2 separate regions of the Mus musculus genome follow, and region 1 is linked to region 2. A link is a contact called in public promoter capture Hi-C data. All regions are on one chromosome and are shown on one strand. The core of a region is the stretch at or near the end of the contact, and the rest is flanking DNA. Distances in the headings are between cores, read along the strand shown.

What was found. Capture Hi-C pulls out chosen DNA fragments and counts their contacts.
Region 1: a contact with region 2 is called in a promoter capture Hi-C map of adipose tissue. The contact joins two enhancer-like sites. A contact is called at or near these places in 1 of 39 promoter capture datasets (pre-B cells), 1 of 484 Hi-C or Micro-C datasets (pro-B cells), 1 of 115 datasets of contacts at active chromatin or transcription factors (embryonic forebrain) and 2 of 9 other capture datasets (adipose tissue and liver).

What each region holds. Positions count from the first base shown.
Region 1 is chr16:4,602,043-4,609,266 of GRCm38.p6, reverse strand. It overlaps Glis2 (GLIS family zinc finger 2), which reads right to left. Exons shown (of 7, transcript NM_031184.3): 2 at 449-669. The coding sequence starts at 620. Among named protein-coding and RNA genes, the nearest start is that of Glis2, 11 kb to the right of the region's middle. Within about 2 kb of position 2,471, at least 58 of the 459 cell types and tissues checked have an H3K27ac peak or open chromatin away from gene starts, as enhancers often do. A contact at or near this core is called in adipose tissue, where this site is marked.
Region 2 is chr16:4,368,278-4,375,713 of GRCm38.p6, reverse strand. All of the region lies in intron 2 of Adcy9 (adenylate cyclase 9), which reads left to right. Among named protein-coding and RNA genes, the nearest start is that of Adcy9, 49 kb to the left of the region's middle. Within about 2 kb of position 5,348, at least 67 of the 459 cell types and tissues checked have an H3K27ac peak or open chromatin away from gene starts, as enhancers often do. A contact at or near this core is called in adipose tissue, where this site is marked.

The DNA of each region.
Region 1 (7,224 bases), core at 1,222-3,721, 240 kb before region 2:
CCTGCACTGAGATTTATTAAATTAGATTCATTCTCCATGAGCTGACTGACTCTCCCACCTCAAGCACATGGTACGCCGGTTCTCGGAAGGTTAAACAGATGAGATGAATACCACCCAGGTGTGGGCACGAAGCATCTCTAAGACACATCACTACCCTCAGTCACCACCCATACATAGAATAACCTCAGAGTCCACAGCTACAGTCTCGGAACTTTAGCTTTGCCCACTCCTCTCCCGCTTCTTTCCAGATCCTTCCATAGGCTTTGTTCGGTTGGAGCTAGTTCTACATGCATGCCTGCATGCCGTGTGAAATTAGGCAGATCTCATCCACTTAAGGGATGAGTGGACACGAGTGCCGGTGGCGCTGTCAGCTGGAACCTGTAAGCTCCTTCCTGTTGGGCACACATGGCGCAGTCCCGCCTGAGGCCCCAGCTGACGGGTGAAGTACCTGGTGGTGGAGAGCCTGGGGAGCCAGGGGCGGGGCTATCGTCCACCAGGCCCAGCTCTCGATGCAAAGCATGATGCCGGACCACACCCAGTGTCCTTTCTCTCTTCTCTCTTGCCGCTCGGAGCTTGGTGATGCTCAGCTTTAGGTCGAGGGGCTCGTCCAAGGAGTGCATGGTGGGAGGGCGTGTCAAAGATGTACCCAACTGGTCTTGAGGCAGGAACCTGCAGGAGAGGTCGTGTAGCCTTAGGTTTCTCTTTCAGCTATACCCATTGAAACTTCTGGGAGCAGAGGAGTAGAGAGGACAGCCTAAATGGCCTGGCTTACTGGCATCCTGGAGAGTCAAATTACATTCCACTGCCACTCCCTACTAGCCTTTTGGGATAGGCCAAGTTTATAGTCTCCATTTAATCATGGGAGTGTTAGAGACTGCCCCCAATCACGCAGAACTCACAGTCTGGCAGAATGGCCAGACTTGAAGCTACATCTCCCAGAAACTAGCTGGCTAAGCCCCAACTGTTGCTTCTGATAGATGGGAAGTTACGCTTAGGAGGCCTGCCAGTCTGAATCCGGAGACCTAAAAGGAGGCCAGGAGCAGCAAAAATCCTCCAAGATGCAAGCAGTAGTCCTTGGTGACCAGTTAAGCACCCACTAAGCGTGCCAGAAATGCCCGGTCAGGGCAGGGGACTATCACCTCCAAGGAAAGCAGCCTGAGGGCTGGTCCCAGGCAAGGCTCTGCAAGAACAAGGACTGAACCTCCCAGGTAAAAGAGGCTGTGACAAAAACCAGGGCCAGTGAGCTTTGGCTGCCACCAGGGGGCAGCTGAGGACTGTGGCCAGACCTGTTCTGCAGGACCAGAAAAGGACAGTAGGTAGAAAAAGCTAGTGGTAACATTCTTAAAATTTCATACTGCGACTCTCCTCCTCTCATGCAACTGCGGGGTCTTCACAGCACAAGGCCAGCCCTTCCACACCAAACACCTCACCTTCCGCCCTCGAGAGACCTCCCACTTGTTTCTCTGGCCTTTGTTCGTGTAGACTGTCACACTGCAAAAATCTTTTTACTGAACACCCACACTAAAAGACTCTACTACTGTATTTAATACAAAGTGGGCATGGAAGGAAAAACCTGAAAAATACCTGGAGCAGCTGAGTGTGTCCTCGGGGGCTTGTAAGACCTTGTGCCCTTACATGGGGCGGAGATGGCAGAGAGGACAGTCACTCACTGTGTTCCTCCCATCTGTTCTCCAGGCCAAGGCTCTAGGGCAGCTTCTCCTACCTGGTCGTCCCTTGCTTCCCTCTTATGCCCTCAAACTCCAAGCTTCAGCGGCATTCCCCAGTACACAGTGTGCACCCTTCCTTGGCCTGCAATGCAATCCTGCTTGTAAGGATGTATCTCCAGCTCCCACTACATGTGGCTACATGGAATCTGGGCACACAGGGCTGCATCATCAGAGCACAGGAAACCTGTTTACTGTGAGATTCAGGTCTGTAACTTGTCCCCACTGAGGCTGTCAGATGCACTTGTTACTGCTCAGACAACGCTTGGACCAGAGACTCACTGTATCATACCCTGGTGACCAGAGCACCACCCTCTTGGGAGTCCCAGACCCATGTAGGTGGGTAGGTGATGGTGATGGCCTTAGACCTTCTCATCCATTCCTGTCTAGGCAAAGGCTGCCCTCTGCCTGACCTGTAGCCCGTTAAATCTGTCTGTCTGTCTCTACCTGTTTATTTTTAGACGCAGTCTCAGTCTAACCTCCCTGAAGCTCCTCTATGCTGGGAGCCTGGAAGGGGAGGAAGGAAGTAAATATTTATGCTGATTAAGAATTCAGGAGCCAGGAAGGGCTGGTGGCCTGGTCCCTCGTCTGGCCCAAAGCCACAGGTTTCTCTGCCCCCACCACCCACCATGGAGAAAAGACCCCTGGCAGGGTGCCTGAGCTAGAGAGTCAAGCACTGGCTCTCAGTCACAGTGCCAACCAAGCAGTAGCCTTTGGCACCTGCTCCTGTCTCATGTCCTCCCACCAGAGGGAGCCTAGGAGGAGCCTCTGATCTGTCATCTGGTTCTGAGGACCTCCAGGGAACAGCACAGCATTCACCTAGGGTCCATCTCCCTGGGTGAGGAGGCCAGCACCCAGAGCAGGAAAGGAGACGCCAATGACTGCCCCACCCCCACCATCAGCAGATCCAGTCTCCAGGGATACCCTTTCACTTCCTGTCCCTTGGTTCTGTCCAGGGAGGTAGGGATCATTCTTGGAAGCCAGGATCCAGCCCAGGCTCTGCACTCCTCCTAAGAAAGGAGGAAGGAGATGTCGCAACGAGTCCTGCTAGTTTTCTGATCCTCCACCCCAAGGGAGCAGATGGCCTATGACCCCACTCATGCTTTGACCATGGCCAACCTCAAAGACCTCTTCACTCCTACTCCCAGCCAGCAGCAGCCTATCTGGCTTCAGCTTGGTTTTGTCCTAGAGCTAGATGAAAGGGGGAGGAGAAAGGCAGGTCCCCCATTCTTCTAACTGACTCTGCAGCTCAGCTCTCCAGCCAGACTTAAATGCCTGGAACAAGGACAATGGCAGGCCATGATCCTGGGAAAAGTGAAGCCATCACCTCCTTAGCCAAGGTCCAGCAGCAGCTTGCCCTTATAGTTCAGGATATCTGGAACCAGTGGGTCTCCGGAACTTACTGGTCCAAAGGGACGGGATACCACCCTCTCTCATGGGTACAATACCCAGGGGTAGGGAGTCCACCCGCCTGAAAGACTTGCCGGAGAAACCACCTGTGCCTGTTTTCCTACTGGTCAGATGGCTGAGTGACTCTCACCCTGGGCTGCAGGGCTGCGATCAGGGACCAAAGGCCATGCTTTGTAGCACTCACTCCTGGTAGGCTAGGTGTGTCCCGAGACACACCCACCTGCAAGGGCCATGAAGGGAACCCGCAGCAGCAACCCCAAAGGGTGCTGGGCCAGCCCTGGAGGCTCTTCCAGCTGCAAAAGGAACTAATTAGAGCAGAGGGAGCTGGAGGAAGCAGCAGTAAGGGAGGAAGAGCAGAGACCACCGGGGTGGCAGGGGTGGAGACAGCCCTCCCACAACCCGAGCGGGGGTCACCCTGAGGGTGGGCTGGGCGCCTCCAGCCAGCCATGCCAAGACAATGACTGCTATTGTGCGCCCACTGCAGACCCTGCGCAGACGGTCCCCAGCTGCAGCTCCTGCAGGGCACCAGGCCCCCTATAGACCAATATAGACCACCATCCCTCCCTCTTGGGGAAACTAAGCTTCAAAGACACCAAGCTAAGAGAAGGGGACCAAATTCCCGCTGGGGTGAAGTCCTTTCTTCCCTTCCAGAGGGAGGGCTACCTTCAACAAGGACCTCAGCAAAGGTGAACTGCCCCCCAACCCACAGCCGTATGTATCACTAATATGGTGAACACCCCCATTTCACCAGGGGTAGTCTGGAAACTGCACATTTAGTTAGTTATGGCAAAACCAGCCTAGAACTTGGGGACAGTGACCCAAGATGCACCTCTCCACACAGTCAGTCATGCTCACTTGGGAGATGGAGGCAATTAGATCAGTAATTCAAGGCTAGCTTCACAGTTACACACACACACACACACACACTTAAAACTGAATTCCTGGTCTCCTTTCACCTGACAGTAGCCAGGCCCTGATCTAAGAGTGTCTCCAACTGGAACATCACTTTAGCACCAGGAAACTGAAGTCTAGGGGGAAGTGTCTGCCCTGGGTTGTAATCATGGGTGGCAAGACCACCATGCTGTCTATGTCAGTGACTGCACCAGCCAGAGGCTGATAGTCCATCATAGCAGCACCTGTCACACCAGGTGCCACTTCATCCCACTTTATAGATGCAGAAACTGAGGCTCGGGAGAGTGACCTGCCCTGGGTCACAGAGTTCATCTGTAACAAACAAGGGATTATCGGCCCCACCTGTGCCCCTGGACTTGACTTAGGTTGGTTACTGCCTCCCCACTCAGAGGGTTTATGGAGGGATACCTAGGTACAGAACCCAAGAAAGGCAGCAGGGCAGGCACTGGGTAGGCACTGGAGGGGACGAGGGGACTGGGGGCCACCAGAAGGCTGGGAGAGCTGAGGGCAGCAACACTTGCCAAAGCAGCCGGCCCATAACCCCACATTCCTGGGAACCGCCTGTGCTCCCTACTCTGGCCAAAAGCCCCACCCTCCTTGGCCGCCCAGTGAGGGAGACTGGAGGGCAACGGCAAGGAAGGACCTCTCAGGGCCCTTCCCAACCAGGCAGCAGGCAGGGTTCTAATGGGTCGGACCACATGGAGCCTTAACCCCACTCTGCTACTTCCTGTCGTTCCCTGACCCCCTTCTCCCCTTCCCTAAGTTGGGATGTAACGTTCAACATATAGAACAGCGCTAGACACACAGTAGGCACTGTAAAGTGAACATCATCCTGTCACCCCTGCTGCGGTCCCTAGCCTATAAGAACAATCCTGAGGTCACCCCTGCTACGGTCCCTAGCCTATAAGAACAGTCCTGAGGCCTGGTCCTCCCTGTACAAACATTAAACTCTCACTGCAGACCAGAACTTTGGCTGGCTTGTACCGCTTCGAGAGCCTCTACTGTCCTGTGGAGTGACCACAGAGTTGGGAGGGTACCCTGGGGGGGGGGGGGGGCTGTGGAGCCTGACAGCACAAAGAGGCCCTGGAAGGAGGGTGTAGAAGCCAGAAGCCTTCTAGGCCTAAGAAAGGGGCCAAGGCCACTGTCCTGGAAGGGCCTGGAGTCTGCTTTCCCTGGAAAGCCATGACTATGTGTAGCTCCCTCACAGTCCTAAGTGGGGGCACCTGGCCTATTCACACCACCTCATTAGAAACTCAAATGTCCCCAGACAACCAGTCCAGATATGAACTCTTCTCTGCTAAAGAGCACTGAGGACTGACTGGCTGAGCGACACCTGAGAACACAGCCTGCAGAGAACCTGACCATTACAAGTTCATTGAACAAAGCCAGCAAACTACCTGGCTGTAACCTCCCCTGGCTATGTGGCTCCCAGTCACTGTCTCAGCCTCCACAGGACAGTTTCTTCACTGGTAACTCAAGCACCACAGTATGAGCCTAGATACTCAGGACATCCTAGAGGACAAGCCTTGCCCTAGAGGCAGCCACACGGGAGATGCCAGTAACTAGTAGCCCTGAGGGTCCACATTTCTGCCCTAGGCTGGGGTGACCTACACAGAGTCTACCAAGGTCTTCCAGAGCTGAAACTTAAAGGCCAGGAGGTTTACTCCTTCTGCACCCCTCACCAGCCCCACCATAGGCCTGTCCTTGTCCCAGACCTGGAGGATGGGTTAACAGAGCCCTGAGAACCCTGACACACACAAGCACTCATGCAAACATGTGGCCCTTCAGCTGCAAGGTCTGTCTGGTCCAGAGGCCTCCAAATGTTCTGGGCCCCCTTCTCCGGCCCCCACCTCCTGCTGCCTGCCCGCCTGCAGCCACCTTTGCACAACTATGTCTGGTATTTTCCTGTCTGCCCAGCTTTGGGGGGGAGGGTATAGGGCCATGAGCAAGCCTGCACCTGGGCCTCAGCCAGAGGCAAGCAGGCCAAGCAGCCCCCACACAGCCTGCTGGGTGGGAAGGGAAGGACGCAGGGCTGGGCAAGGCCGGCCACTGCAATCCCTGGGAGGGGTGGGCAGTTAGAGGCACAGACTCAGCAAGGTCGAACACAGGCAGAACCGTTCTGGGTAAGGGGCTCTTCTGGTAACATGCTTGCTTAGCAAACACAAGGCTCCAATTTCTGCCCCTGGCACTGCACAAACCAGGCATGGTGGCAAAGGCATGTAACCCCAACACTCGGGAAGTGGAGGCAGGGAGGTCAGAAGTTCATGGTCAGCATGGGCAACATAATGAGATTCTGTCACAAGAAACAAAAAGCCAGCCAGGAGGTGGTGGCACACACCTTTAATTCCAGCACTTGGCAGGCAGAGGCAGGCAGGCTGATGTCTGTGAATTCCAGGCCAGCCTGGTCTACAGAGTTCCAGGACAGCCAAGGCTACACAAACACCAAAAGACAACCAACCAACCCACCAAGCTGCTACATGGCTGTTGGGGGGGGGGGTGCAGTGCTCTGAGGCCAGCGCAGGCACTGGCCAGTCTTTCAGTGTCGGTGGGCAAGCAGAGTGTGTTTTACCCTTGTGCACAGCAGCAGAGGCCTGCCCTAGGCGTCAATGGCTGGTGCTGCTGTTACTCAGGAGACCAGATAAGTATGGGCAACCAATCCATAAAAGCAAGAAAACTGCACTTCCCAAGCCAAGCCGGGCCATTTCATGAACACATCAGGAGGCTCCACACATGTGACCCCCTCTCACCTCCTCGGGACAGACAACCCCCATCCACTGTGAACAACCACACCTGCCAACCCAACAGCAGGGGGTGAAGGCAGGCTCTGGACTTTGGCCCTTCCCTCCCACTTCATTTATGCATTCCAGCACCAGCTGGGGTCCAGGATAAATCAGATGGAACAGGGCCTGAAGGTCGCTCAGTTACAGGCAACCCAGGAAGCAGTGTCAGGGGCACACAGCTCTGCTAAGGGTTGGGAGGGGCAGATCTGATAAGGCCATGGGGACACAAAGCAAACCTGGGAGCTGCCTACACTGCCAGGTACTTGGGAGGCTGAGGCAGGGGGATTACAAATTCTGGACTGTAGAGTGAGTCCCCAAGGCCACTGTGGGTGACACAGTAAGATCCTGTCTCAAAATGGACAGTAAGAAAAGAAGATAGCCCTCTCTCTGAGCCTCTC
Region 2 (7,436 bases), core at 4,099-6,598:
GTATATCATGGGAAGTAGTATATACTGCAAGTAGTATATCATGGAAAGTAGTATATACTGTAAGTAGTATATCATGGGAAGTAGTATATACTGCAAGTAGTATATCATGGGAAGTAGTATATACTGTAAGTAATATATCATGGGAAGTAGTATATACTGCAAGTAGTATATCCTGGAAAGTAGTATATACTGCAAGTAGTATATACTGGAATTGTAGTATATCCTGGAAAAGTAGTATATACTGGAAGCATAGTATATACTTTGAGCAGGAGAAAGCATGGCCATATTGAGTTAAACCCTTCTGGTGGTGTTGGTGGCCATGGTGAGTGGCCAGGGAAGTCCTCACTCCTCTGGACATTCCCTATTGTGCAGACTTTTGCAAGTTTGTGAGGCTCTGTTTATTACCAGGAAAGAGTCATTTGTGAGCTTGCTGAAGCAGAGAACTTTTGAAGTTGGCATTGGCAGGATATTGAGCAACTGGGCCTGCTGGCTGCACCCCAGCCTCCACATCTGATGCGAACCACAGCTTTGCAAGCCTTCCCTGTGCCATCCAAAAATATTTTGTGACCTTGCTGGTTGGCAGTTTTTTTAAATGTTATTTCAAATCTCCAAAAAAGGGAAACATGAAAGTGCAGACTGTCCATCCACATGCGTCTAGATACACACATACAGCTGCGAGATACAATCCACTATTGTAGTGACTTGAGCACCGCTGTTATAAATAGACGGAGCTCGCATGTGGAACAGTCCAGATGAAAGGCAAGTGCACTGGGGATGAATGCCAACTGCTGTTCTTGTCGAAAGTCCTTCTCAAAGATCAATATTATTTTTTGTTTCACTGGCTGGATCTAAAAAACAACTGTGAGAGGGGCTGCCTAACTCAACTGTTTGTACTGTTCTGGCCCAGATATGTTTTCTCTTTACTTTATTCAGCAGAGAAGGCCTTGTGCTTATTTAGTGATGGTTGCCTGATTGCTCACATCTTTGCATTTAAAATTTCATATGGTCTGCTTTTAAACAGTACATTTATGGATAATATGTTTACATATATGTGGTATGATTCGTGGCTGGAAATAAATGTATGCCTGCTAAATATGTTCATTTCATACTGTAGCCCCTATTCTAAGAAACTTGTAGTTTATGCGTGACATGCTAAAATGTCTTAATAGAGTGCTCTTCGTATGGACGGTCCTCAGTAATTTATAGAGCAGTCTGTCTCTTAGGAAAGAAAGGTACATTGTGGCTCAAGAGCCTCGAACAAAGTCACTTTGTTCTTGGATCAGTTGGACAGCAGCACAGTGTCAAAGAGAAACTATGATTAGATAGTCTTGCAGACCTGGGACTGATACAGTTGGCTGGAGGAAGACTATGTTAAAGTGGCTCATCTTCATAGTTACTGTGGTAAGGGAGATTTTGGTATAGCAGAAGAAAGCATATTAAATATTCTTTACTTTGGTAATAGCATCCTCTGGCTACTATAACAAAGCCCCTGAAACTGTGCACCTAAAACAACAGAAGAGGGTTTAAAGGTGGGCAGGGCTGGATCTGAAGTCCTGAAGTCCATCCCACCCTTTCTGGTTCTAGTGGGGTTGTTTCCATCCTTGGCTTGGAACTGCATGTCTCCAGTCTCTGCCTTCTCATATACAACCTCTGCTCTGTGTCTCTTTGCCTTTTGCTGTATCTTTCAAGGATGCTGTTTTGGGATTTAGGCCCTACTCTTTTCTAGAAGGATCTCTTGTCGCTCCTTAAATCACACTTGCAAAGACACCATTTCCAGATGAAGTCACAGTAGGAGGCTTGAATTTTGTTGGGATCCAGCTGACACATAAGCTTATATCAGGTACTTGTTTGCTGACACCTTCATTTGAGTGTTTATGAAGTATTGACCACTCACTGGAGATGGGGTTGAGATTCCAAGACAGTTACATTGCCCTTTCTGTGACAGGCTTACAATGTTCCATGACCCATTTTTTTTTCCCAGAGGCCATTTAGTCTTTAAGGTAAGAGAGTACTAAGTACAACCAGACATTTCTCCTGGGGTGTCCAGTCAGAGAGCTATTACCTGGTGCCACCCTGTTACATGTGGCTGACATCTGAGGGACCTGGCCACTGGAGGACTAGCTAGTGACATAGTAAACATGTCTCTTCCTTGGCCCCACAGCTCCTGGCTTTTATTTCTTACCTCCTCACTGTGTTTATTGTGACATATCAGCCACACTTTATAAGTGAACAGCATTCCCTTTGAGAATTAAACCTCCATTTTTGTTTGCCTACCAGGAGTCATTGTCCTTGATAGAAAGGAGCCAGGCAGGTGTCCCTTAACATGATCTTGAGGTCATACTCTGTGACTTGTGCTTTCTTTCTTTCTTTGAACTGAAGAGGATTGGTAATGTGGAGAGTGGTGGGTGCTCAGTGAGTAGTGACTGCTTTCTGAACAGTCTGTAAGAATAGTGAGCTATGGAGAGCTCAGAGTGCTGGATTCTAGTGCTCACAGGTTCCAGATGTCCAGAAATTCTCAGAATACACCCCAAATTTCCAAATATATCTTCACCACTCACTATGATGTAGACACATATACATGCACATGCCATAAACACACACATCTTCTCCCCCCCCGCCCCCCATCATTTGGGAACCAGGTTTCAGCCAGCACCCCTTAATATTCCTAAGTATTTCTTAAAAACAAGCATTCTTTCCATACGTCCAACAAGCATCCACCTTCCCTAGTCAGGAAGGCAACATTGCCATCGTGCAGTACCTAAGCCTCAGGCCCCTGCATACTGTGCCAGTTGCTGTTTTGAGAAATGTCCATCAGAGCCGATCCATGCTCCCAGTTGTCACAGCTCTTTAGCTTCTTCCTTCATCTTTGTCCTTTCATGACTTGGACATTTTGGAAGACAACTGGCTAGTTATTTTGTGCGACAGCCATTAGTTTAGGTTTGCTCATGACTAGATTTAGGATGTGCAGAGAAGAATGCTGCAGAGAGGCGATGTGAATCCAGCCCTGCTGATGTAGTGTTTGTTATTTCTAGATCTGTCATGTTTCATTACTTGGGGCAGAATTGATGAGTTTTTTTCCATCATAAAATTAATTGGTTATCATTTACAATTTGGTTAAAAAGTAGTACTCTATAAGGGAAACAAACATTTGTAACTGTTAGAATTGTGTTTCTCATTAGGCCTTTAGCTATCTTTGTTTCCTTGGATGCATCAGTTAGTATGGTAGTTACCAAACAGTGATGTTCTAATTGCACTATCTCATCTATATTTGTTAGCTGTCGTTCTGCTCTAAGAGAGTGAGTATGCCTGCCTCCCTACCTCCCTGTCTTCCCCTCCCTCCCTCCCTCTATCTGCCCCCCCCCCCCCAGTTTGTAGTCATTGGGTTTATGTAATCCTTTACTATCAACATTTGCTTTCAAGCTCCGACTGTCCTGGTGGGAGCTCGTTCATGCTGTGTCCTTTTAGTGTGTCCCTGCCATCCTTGAAGACTCCTTTACTTTTTGACAAAATACTTTCTGGGCTCTTCATGAATGTTTCTTCACTCCAGCTCTGGAATTGGCCTTTGCTGCAGTAAGCCTTGGTTTCCTATAGCAGAGAATGGTAAGCAATTGTCCATTGCTTCTGTCTGTTAGATCTCAGTGGACATATTAAGGGACACACAAGCATAGCTTTTATATATACATATCTGTTCATGCATTGGGTAGGCAGGCGTTAGAACTCTGTGTCTACCCACCTAACTAGCTATAAGAAACAAGATGTAATCTTCACCACATGGATAGGTCATTTTAACTTTATCCCGTCCTTGGCCTCTTCTTATTGTATTTACTATTTTTGTTTATTTGATCAGTAGCCTTGTATATCTTCTGACCTCTGGGCCATCGAGCCCCAGACCTTATCACCAGCATCAGGGGACTGGCAGCCTCAAAGCCTCAGTAGACCACAGCAGACAAACTCAGGTCTGCCTGTGCTGGCAAGCATACAGTGTGTTAGTTACTTTTTCATTGCTATGATAAAATATCTGACAGAAGCCACTTAAGGAAGACTTCGTTGGCTCACAGTTCAAGGGTATATTCCACGGCAGCTGGAAAGGCAGGAACTTGGGGCCACTGGTCACATTATATCCATGGTCTGGAAGCAGAGTGAATAACCAGTGCTGGGGCTTGGCTCTTTCTTTCTTTTTTATTTCTTTTAGAATGCCAGCCATATTTAGGGTAGGGCATCTATTAAAGTGATCTAGAAAGCCCCTTACAGATGTGCTCAGAGATCTGTTTCTAGATTTTAAAATCCTGTTGACAATCAAGGTTAACCCTAATAACTATTTTAACATTTTATACTTTTCTCTTAAAAGGTGACCCTGCTAATTAGGGGTGGGTCTTTGTAGTAGCAGTCTAAACAGAACTGCTTGCTATTCAGCAAAAGGGGAAGAAAATATCTTCCTCATCAACACTTCTCAGTCAGAGGGAAGGTTTTGACCCTGGAGAATAGCTGACTGTTGATAAAGGTGTCACGGGTGTGGACGTGCTAGGTCAGAAGGGTGGATCTTTGTAGCAGTGTTTCTCATCAGAGTGGTTCTGTGCTTTGCTCTGTGTCTGGAAGAACTATCTATCCATTTTCAAGTCAGCACTAGGGAGGGCTAGGCTTAGGTCTGAGCTGGTCAGGCACATGTAGGAGAATTGGTTTTGCCCTGGTTAAGGGGGCAGGGGTGTCTGTGTGTATGGTTGCCTGTGGCCAACTGCCTTGGCACAACAATTTCTTATTGGTCTAAGTGTAGTCCCAGGTTAGGATCTACACAGCTCTGCAAGGCAGGAGCTCACTGTCTACTTGTAGACGTATGGACAAACAGGTGGCAGAGTGAAGGTTTCCCAGTTTCCCAGTGAGCTAGACATCCCCTCAGCTAAGTTTCCCAGCTTGGAGCTGTGAGTCAGTTGCTAGGTAGTGACCTTTGCCACTGCAAGCCATCTGCTTCTCCTTCTCCAGGTTTAGAACTTTTCTGCTCAGGAATTACAGTTTCCTCATTGAAATCAGGAATGATCCTTGGAGACATTACTGGGTTTTCTCCAGTGAGGGACTGAAGAACCTGCCCAAGTGGTTCTTGGAGACCCTCAGGCTGTGTCAGAGAACCAGGCAGCTTGCTAGAGTGGGCTCTGCTGGAACATGTAGCTGTTACATTGTCTAGGCCAACAACATCTTGTGTTCAGTCCCTGTGCGCAAGACATCACAACAAGTTCTGGGAACGTGGAGAGGATTCCTGTGTACCTCCTACCCTCTGGCAGGGCAGAGCGGGCTCCTCTTGGGAAAGCAGGAGTTGGCACGCGTGTGTCATCGGTGGTTCACCATTTGGCCTCACTTGTGTGCCTGGATGAGTGCCATCTCTCTGCTCAGTTCTTGCGAGTGCACTGATGTTCCTTTCTGCCTGACCCATACCCTTCTCAAGGACAGGAGGGAGAGGGTTGCGTTAGGCTCACGTAGGCTTGAATGGCTCAATTTTCACACTCTGTTTTGACATTGTCCTGCCACTTGTTGAACAAAGAAGAGTCACACAAACCACAGAAGAGGAAGCCACGACAAAGGAGTAAATTGTGTCTCAGCAGTCAGTGTATGGAACTAATTTAGGATGATTTTTTTTTCCACTGTCAAAGAATTAAATGAAATTTGAACAATGCACAGTCAATTTCTCTTAACTGGGACTTCATCTTAATGTTATTAATGTTTTCTAATTTTAAAATGGCAGCACAAATACTGCTTTAAAATAGTACTTACAATTAATTAGATTTCTTTGGTATTTTCATGACAGCTCCTGATTATTGGGCATTTCTGTTTCCTCCTGTATTCATTTCTGTATGTCTCCCCACAGACAGAGCCCAGAAACCAATGAGGAGCTCTTTTTTTGCACCCTTCCCTAATTCAGACCTGTTTAGTCTAGGGAGAGCACAGTACAGAACTGGGTTCTTTTGTCCATACCTGGCGTCTTTCCCAGAGGACCAGGGTGGGCTGTGAGGAAAGGCCAAGTGCACACTTGAGAGCAGTAAGTTTGAGAGGTCTTACTGGTCATCTGAAACCCAAGGTCTTTCTCCTCACTGTGTTCTTGGAATTCAGTCTGTGATTCCCAGGCAATGGAGTCCAGCCTAGGTAATAAAGATAAATTTCAAGTCTAGCTTAGGAGCAGTGTCTGGTCTTGAACCCTGGCTGTGCTGCAGTGTACTGCCTCTGCTGGGCCTCCTGCCACCCAAGCCCCATGATCAAGGTTCTCCCAGAATTCTCAGGTCTCTGTCAGCTCCTCTCAGCTCACCTGTGTCCTGTGCTGGAGACTGATTCTGTATTTGAGTGGTTTTGGAAAATAAGTGTATTTCCTCTCATCCACCCACTAAAAACCTTGCCGTTGTGGAATGAACACCCCTACTATGGAGGAAAACTATGTTCTTTGCTTGTTCTCAAGCCAACATGTACTGTGTTGGGAGAAAAGAACAGAGATATTCCATTCATCTATCTCTGAAGTGTGAGGTGTGGCTGGGGAGACTGAGCCTCCTTGGAATCAAAACTCTTCAGCCAGAAGACTTGGGTCTGTGAGGTGAGGCGAGGCTGTGAGGATCCCGTGTAGCTGCCAGTGTCCTTTCGCTTTCTGTCTTGAACATAGATTCACATAGCATGTGACAGATTCCTATGTCAATCTATCTGCCCCTCAAAGAGAAGGCAGTGGTTGTTTTTTATCTCTTAACATACTGACTTTGTGAAACCCAGCTGCTCATCAATGGAAGAGCAAAGCTGTCTTGAGAGGCAAAGCATGTGGGAACTTAGAGATTAGGAGTGGAAGTCAAGTAAGGAGGCCCATGGCCTCATTCCGGGTCTGGGGAGGCTAAGGTGGAAGGGTTAGTGCAAGTCTGAGCTCAGTCTTAATACTTACAGTTTAAGATACAGGGCCCACCAGTAATTCAGTTCGAATGAGAATTAAAGACCCAGTCAATGCTAGCAGCAGAGTAGTTAGCCAGGGGACCAGGAGAACAGAGCCTGGTACCAGTTGTCTGAGTAATCTCAGTGTCTGTCTGTGTCTCTGTCTCTCCTCTCTCTCTGCGTTTTTTCCCAACCCAGCAACATTCTTTTACATTACTCTGGTCAATTAGCATAGAGACAACAATTTCCCCCCCAAAGCCATATTTTCCTTTAGCTCAGGAGATGTAAGTCTAAGCCTCCAATTTTGTATGACCATTTCTGCAAGGGAATCTACCTGTTGTTATAATACCTCTAGGTCCTGATCAACTTGTCTACTTAGTTTGCAAAGCAACAGAAGAGGCACATTCAGTCAAACCATTGGTGCGTGCCCACCAAGTAAGTCTCAGGGGCCCAGTAATATTGCTGTTGTCCAGATGAATTAACACAAAAGGCAGAATGACTGGCATCTCAATCAGGGGAATTGCCTAGGTTAACAGTTTTGGGATATT